2 separate regions of the Mus musculus genome follow, and region 1 is linked to region 2. Evidence: chromatin contacts called from public promoter capture Hi-C data. All regions are on one chromosome and are shown on one strand. The core of a region is the stretch at or near the end of the contact, and the rest is flanking DNA. Distances in the headings are between cores, read along the strand shown.

Region 1 (3,754 bases), core at 622-3,121, 110 kb after region 2:
GAAGAGCATTGGTAGATGGAGCTACGGTCAATGATATGTTAAAGGCAGCTCATATGAAAGAAACATTTAATGGAAAGATGGCTTAGCAGTTAAGAGACCTGAGGACCCAAGCCCAATCCCCAGCACCCACACGGTGCTCCCAACAGTCTGCAGCTCCAGTCACACGGCGCCTCTTCTCCTCCTCTGCTTTCCTTGGCGATGCATGTGCTTGTGAGTTTGTTAACTTTGGCCTGAGTAATAAGTAACATTCGATAGCTTGGGACACTTCAGTAAGACGCTTGCACCACTGAGTCAGCACACGCTGCAGAGACACACGTTTGTTGGGTGTTTACCACTTTACTGTATATCCTGGGCCAGGGTCTCTGTACTTGATCACTGTGCAGGTGTTAGAGGAACTTCTCTTCCTCTCTGAAGGCTCCAAAATTGAGTTCTGGTGACAAACCACAATAGATTAGCAAGAGAAAAGGCATGCACATTTTTGTATATTCTTCCTAGGGACACTGGAAGCTGAGGATACATGCAGTTTTTGAGTATTTTGAGTAAATGGTTTTAAGGGAAGATTAATAGCCACCAAGAACAGACAATAACAGTCAGGGGCAAAGTTCATCTGAGCTCTGGACATAGTGTTATCCCAGCCATCTTTTCCTGAAAGTCACTCTTTCCTGTTCTCCAGGTTATAGGGAGGAGAACTTAGGACTGCCATTCCTTATGGAAGAACTTTAGTCAGATTAGGAACTCCAGAGATGGAAGCAAGTTAGAGACCCTGGTTTTGAGATTGCTTTTATAGTTTTAAGTTTTATTTAGCATGTCAGCATGCCCAGCTCTGCAGCGTTACCTCTCATCACCTCTGAAGTCCAGAGAACCATCTGTTGTAACGCTCTCAGAGGACCCACAGCGTATTGCAAGGGGGGGAAGGGGGAAGGGCAGATAAGTATACTGTGACAAAAGAGAGAGAAATCGGATAATGTCTCAGGAAGATGTTGGCCATTCCATTTTAGCCTTCTCCTGCTACCTGTTTGTTTGAATTGTTAGGTGTGTGTATGTGTGTGAACACACATATGTTCATATTATCTTTCATCACCTTCTAGTTATTGATGCAGGATCTCTCTTTGAACCTAGAGCTCACCAATTCTGGCTAGCCTAGCCATCCAGCTTGCCCAGGAGTCTGTGTGTCTCTGCCTCCCAAGTGCTGAGATTACAGGCAGCTGGCCAGCCTGCCTGGCATTCCCTAACTGAGGGCTGGGCATCTGGTCCTCACACTTGTCAGGCTAGCGCTTAATCACTGAAGCAGCTCTTGTCCTTGACTTCCTGTTTCTGTGGCTTTGGGATGATGTTCTCTGATGTTTACCTTACAGCTAACTCAGTGTTCTTCAGCATCCGAGTCCTTTACCTCATGTTTTTGTTTCCAGAAATTCTTGATAAAATAGGTAAATGACTTCAGCTATTAAAGGGATTTCGAAATAAGCCTGGCCAACCTCCAATTGGTTTGCAAGTCAGGAAAAGACTTTGCTTATTGTGGAGGGGAATTTTTCACTTTCTTGAAGTGTATCTGTAGTGGTTGTGAAAGACCCCTGTTTCTGGGGAGACTCTTGCTCAAGTCCCGGGATGAGCCGATGCCCCAATAACTGGAGAGAAACCATTCTTGATGCAATATCTATCGTATGAGGTTTATCAGCATGCTGAGGCCAAGCTCATAACCCACCCAGGGGCAGAGAAGATCGGCCCCCAGCAGTTGCAGTCGAGGGCTTTTTGGAAAACTGAATGACCTGTGGTTGCTTGTTTGCTTATGAGTATGTGGGAAGAGGAAGCAGTGTCAGAGCACACTGTTTGCTCTTCAGAAGAGCTGGAACCGTGATATCTCACTGTTGCTAATTCCTTAGCGATTCCAGTTGTCCGTCAGTGGCTGGCTCGAGTGACCCAGTCACTCACATCCACTCTGGTAGGCAGTTAACTGCTTTACTCTAGTGAGAGTTTGGGTCTTAGGCATCATGGGAATGGCCTGCTAAGACGGCCAGTGCCCTTCACTTCAGAGCAGGCAGGCCATGTCATATTCCACTACTGCACATTCTCCTGCCTTGTTTTTACTGACAGATCCATGCATGACCAGTGAAGAAATGCCATGGGAAACAAGGTGATGATTTAAAATGGAAACAGAACTTCAGAGACAGAGGCAGAACGATCATTACAGATTAAAACAAGCTTGGCACTCAGTCTCAAAACATATGAAAAGGAAAGGAGGTGAGAAGGAATGAGGGTGTAAACTTCTGGGTCAATTAAATTCTTAGATTCCTCTATTAAGGAGTACATCTTACCTCTTTTTTGGTTTTGTTTTGGTTGTTTGTTTCTGTGCTGAATATTGAACCCAGGGTCTTGCGTGTTAGGTTACCACTGAGCTAAATACCTATGTTTCACACACATGGTTTAATTTTTCAGAAGATGTTTGTGGTTTGAGACAATAACTATTGTAACTAACGTGAGTAGATACCTCAGAGTCCCTTGCAACACCGTACATGTGGATTCCACATGGACCCAGGTGAAAGTGGGCATTCAACATTGTGAGGAATGGTGGTGGTTTTAGTTTCTGTTCTGTTGCTGTAAGGAGACACCATGACAAAGGCAACTTTTAAGAAAGGACATTTAACTGGGGGCCTGCTTACAGTTTCAGAGGGCGAATCCATCATGGTGGGAACATGGCAGCCAGCAAACAGGCATGGCACTAGAGCCACCACTCTGAACAGAGGCAGAGAGAGAAAGCCCTCCAGTAACACACTTCCTCCAGCAAGGCCGCGCCTCCTAAACCTTCCCAAACAGTTTAACCAACCAGGAAAACGAGCATTCAAATACTTGAGTCTATGGGACCCATTGTCCCTTCAGTAACTACAGTAAAGATCTACTTATAAGAGTATCCAGTTGCTAGGTTTTTACAGTCTCTGTTCCTCTTTTCAGTCTTCTGACACTATTGTCTTTTGCAGGCGAGAGGTTTTTGTTATTGTTGTTGTTGTTGTTCTTACCCCTAGCTGATGTGATGAAATCTAGGTCAGACTAGACATGGCTAATTGCTGTTTTCAGACCTTGTAATTCCCAGTGCTTTCCTCAGAAATGCTTCTCTTTTTGGAAGGAAGGGGTGGGCAAGAGGATTGGTCCAAGTTTCTTTACAAGCGTATGTTCAAGACCATCATCTGTGGTGTCTGGAAGGACCTCCTCCAGAACTTTCTCCATGTGAAAAATCACCTTGAATTGTGTTCATCAGATTTCCTTCAGTGAAAAAGTGGGATATTCTTGGTTATGAAACTGGCCTGCATTTGCCTTGGCATTGCCTATGTGAATTTGAAATACAGAATCTATAAATAACGAGGGACCTTTGAAAACATGGTCTAGAGAGACCTATACCGGGCTTTTCTTATTTTACTTTTGCTGGAGTGAGGATTGAGCTTGGAACCTTGTGCATACCAGGAAACAGTCCATCACTGCCATTACTGCAGGTTTGAAAAGCTTCTCCAGGCCCTGGGCCTTGTGGCTAGGACAGCGTGTAGTTGAGCAGACCCCTTAGCAAGCTCTTCTGTTAGCCTTAGAGGTAATGTGGGTAGCCATGGTGGGAGAGCCTGAGCCTGCTCCCAGTTGCTTTCACAGAGCACTTCCAACAGTCAGGATGGCAGGAATGTGCCAGCTTGGGGTCTCTGTTCACAGGTTCGCAGTAGACACTTTTTTCTTTTCTTCCCTAGATAAGGAACCCTGTGTAGGGCTGGCTGTTCTG
Region 2 (3,664 bases), core at 650-3,149:
TCTTACAAAACAGATTTTTATAATACCAAAAGCATTTTTGAGGCCCTAAAGGATGAAAATGCTTTTGGCATATATCAAAAGTTTAAAAAGACATTATAGTGCTGGGATTAAAGGCGTGCGCCACCATTGCCCGGCTAACATTTTTCAAACTTCAGGTTAATAACAAGTCCAACATCTTCTCCAGACATCAGATTACAATTTCCTACTTGTTTAAGGTTCCTCTTCCCCCTCAGATGAGCTGCACACTTATCTATGAGCCACCGGAAGGACAGCTTAGGTTATGCTGATGCAATTGTGTAGAGAATGGATCAGTTTGAGCAACTACAAGCTAAACTTCATTAAGATACCACTTAAGTTTCTCTCCCCGTCCCTGGCAGGGCTACTCTAAGGGTTGGCTAGCTAATGACCTAAAGCGATGTCTAGGTTGTCTGCACACACTGGGCACTTTCTCTCACCAGAGGATACCACACTGCTTCTCTCCCTTGTACTGCACGGTACACTTCTGCCAATTGCATCAGGACCACTTACCAACTTCAGTCCTGGTGCTTTAAGACAGGCAGTGTTGCTAAAGCTGGCTCCAAACTGCTGGCGAAATAATCCTTCCACCTCAGCCCCTGAGTGGCTATGATTACCAACACTAGAGTTGGTTCCAACCTGAAATCTGAAGTCTGTTTCCTTAGAAAAGAGGAAGCCTTGCCCACATGTTACAGGGTTACATGTGAAGTTTAATTAGAAACATACGGCTGATATATATACTTTACCAGCTTAACCATATGGAACGATAGCTCACGTCAATACCACTAAACTCACAGTACACATGAAAGAGATACCTGCTTTCAAGACCATCTGAAAACGTCCGATCAACATGCTCGCTCTTGCTGCTCTGAGGGTCCGGCTTCTTCAGTGGCATCTTCTGTCTCAGAAGGTCCCCTGCAGCCCTGCCCTCAGGCACAACTTTGCTGGCAGACAGAGGTGTTCCAAATCTTTGAGAACGACGTTCAGAAGACAGGACTGGAAATAAGAAGAACAAGCCCCATAGCAAGTCTTTCCGGCCAGTCTCTGTTCAGAGAGGAGGCACAGAGCCTGCTCTTGTCAACATCTGTTACTGTCCAGTACCAGGGGCTTTGTGGGACAAGAGGATCGTCACGTTAGCCCGTGCTTAGCTTTCATATGCCATGCCTATGATGCAAAAGGCTGCCGAGAGGCTCAGTTGTTAAGGACACTGGCTGTTCTCCCGGAGGAGCCAGGTTTGGTTCCCAGCACCTAGTGATATTTCACGACAGCTCTAACTCCAGGTCCCGGGGATCTGATATTCTCCTCTGACTTCCACAGGCATCAGGCACACACGTGGTGTGGACAAAGTGTAGGTAAAGGTACATAAAATCAAACTAAAACTTAGAAAGAAAGACGAAGAGGTGCACCTCTACAGGAAGAATGTTTTAGAAGGTATAATGTAAATTAGCAAGTGGGCTATCCCTAGCTAACGCAGGCAACAAGTGCTTGGGTCAAGAGCGTTGACTCAGAGGAGTGGCGGCGCACACCTTTATCTCAGCACTTAGGAAGAGGTAAGAGATCTCTGTGAGTTTGACGCCAGCCTGGTCTATATAGTGACCAGCAAGGGCCACACAGAGAAACCCCGAGTCAAAAGAGAGTCTTTCCTGGTAAGTTGAGACATCAGCTGTATCCTGCTGTAGATGGTTACCAAACACCGCTGAAACATAGGCTAGTCATGGGAACAGGGGAACAAGAAAGCATTACAGATAAACTGCTGAGATACTCGGCTTCCTCCAACATGGCACTTGAGCAGCTGCTGCCAGAACCACAGTCCTAGCAGGAGGTAAGAGAATGACCTCACGTGGGTAGCGTACAGGAGACTGTTGAATACAGGGATGCGCAGTGGGGGCTGGTGGCACAAGCCCGACACCACATCCTCTCCAGAGGCTCAGACAGCAAGCTACAGGCCTGTGTGAGTCCAAGGACAGCCTGGGAAACTTAGCCAAGCCTTGTCTAAAAAGAGAGGATTTCAGAAAAGGAGGCTATGTCTGGAGGGACAAGTGCTTGCTAACCATATGTCAAGCTGAGTTTGCCCCCAAGGATCTCAAACACAGCAGCACAGATGACTCCCTCAACCCCCGTGCAGAAGGGCATGGCTGAGGGAAGTGTGATGGCTCAGGTCTGCTTCCTCTGCATTGTACCCCTAGCCCAGCTTGTCTCGGAACCTCACAGACAGACTGGCACTGCATGGCAGAGACAGCTATGGCATCACTTGGAGAACAGGCACAAGCCCGCACTCGTCTCAATATTTGATGTGCACGCAGGCTTGCCAGCACAGAACCCACTTCTAGCCATCAGCGTGTGGGCTCTTTCATGGGAAAGTCACTCTCCACCATTCACTCCAGCCCCCAGTTGGCCCAAACACCGCTCTTCAGTCTCAGCAAAGCTACAAACCTGAGAATGACTTCACTGGGCTCTCGATTCTGAAAAACCCAGCATCAAACACTATTTTGTCAACTTCCTTTGTGTTCTCCGGAGCTGCTGCGTGGGCCTGCACTTCCTGCTGTGGCCTGCCTTTCATTGCATTCTTTATGGCTGCAAGGCGACTCCTAGCTGCCGCTCGTCCGTCGTCATCCTGCTTTGCTTTGCTTGTTCTACCGGGCACAATTTTTTTCTGCAAGGAGAAATAGTAATTAAAGGTATGTTCATTACCACCTTCTCCTGTTCCTGTGGTACTGAGGACTGACCCCAGAGCCCTCCCTGTGCATACCAGGAAATCGTTCTTCCACTGAAGTTAAGTCCGTAGCCCTTTTAACTTTTATTCTGAGACAGGGTCTCACTATGTTGTCCCCCATGGCTTGAATGCACACCTGTTTCAGCTCAGGACCAGCTGATATTAAGGGGACATCATCCCACCGACTGAGCACCACCTTGTGGCGTCTGATGGTGTGGATGAAAACGACCCCCATAGGCTCATGCGTGGGAATGGCTGGTCCCCAGTCAGAACTGTTAAGGCAGAATTAGAGGTGGCCCTGCTGAAGTAGGTATGCCCTTGTTGGAGGAGGTGGGGATGGGGGCTGGTGGATGAGGTTTCATAAAGTTCTCTCCAAACAACCAAACAATGTAGAAGGAGAGACATCTGGTGGTCACAGGCAGAATTACAATTCTTATATGATAGAGACACTGATAAATTACTTTGAGAGCTAAACACACAATTAAGAAATACCCACAGTATGTCAGGAGCAAGTCTGTAATCCCAGCATCCTGGAAGCTGAGGCAGGAGGATTCTGCTAAGCCTGTCCCTGCGCCCCCAGCATAGCTGTAGCCATTTTGTTCCATGCCCACCAGCTATTTCATATTGTTGCCTGCCAGTCATTGACACAGAAAATACCAGACCCAGACTGGGGGGCATGCTTCCCACAGAACCTGTCATGGTGCTGAATGTTATAAGGCTTGCTAATCTTAGATCCCACAGCTGTAAGCTTCACAAAGGACCCATCAAATCAAAGATCAATATCAACTGTTATGTTTAAAATGGCTTGAGTCAGGGCTGACCACCGGGCAGCCCTTCAGCACCTGCGCATGAACTCACTGTGGTTTCAGCCTCTATAAGCTGGCCCTGAGAAATGTCCAGTGCACAGCTTTGAGCTGTTGCCCTGGTTGATCGGTC

The links. Capture Hi-C pulls out chosen DNA fragments and counts their contacts.
Region 1: a promoter capture Hi-C map of adipose tissue shows a contact between it and region 2. The contact joins two enhancer-like sites. A contact is called at or near these places in 2 of 115 datasets of contacts at active chromatin or transcription factors (embryonic stem cells and memory CD8 T cells) and 3 of 9 other capture datasets (adipose tissue, liver and pancreatic islet).

What each region holds. Positions count from the first base shown.
Region 1 is chr14:47,502,895-47,506,648 of GRCm38.p6, forward strand. All of the region lies in intron 1 of Fbxo34 (F-box protein 34), which reads left to right. It overlaps Gm35166 (a long non-coding RNA gene), which reads right to left. Exons shown (of 2, transcript XR_383410.3): 2 at 50-430. Among named protein-coding and RNA genes, the nearest start is that of Gm35166, 3.4 kb to the right of the region's middle. Within about 2 kb of position 1,872, at least 12 of the 459 cell types and tissues checked have an H3K27ac peak or open chromatin away from gene starts, as enhancers often do. A contact at or near this core is called in adipose tissue, where this site is marked.
Region 2 is chr14:47,393,307-47,396,970 of GRCm38.p6, forward strand. Dlgap5 (DLG associated protein 5) reads right to left here. Exons shown (of 19, transcript NM_144553.2): 14 at 2,449-2,668; 15 at 831-1,011. Among named protein-coding and RNA genes, the nearest start is that of Lgals3, 21 kb to the left of the region's middle. Within about 2 kb of position 1,900, at least 74 of the 459 cell types and tissues checked have an H3K27ac peak or open chromatin away from gene starts, as enhancers often do. A contact at or near this core is called in adipose tissue, where this site is marked.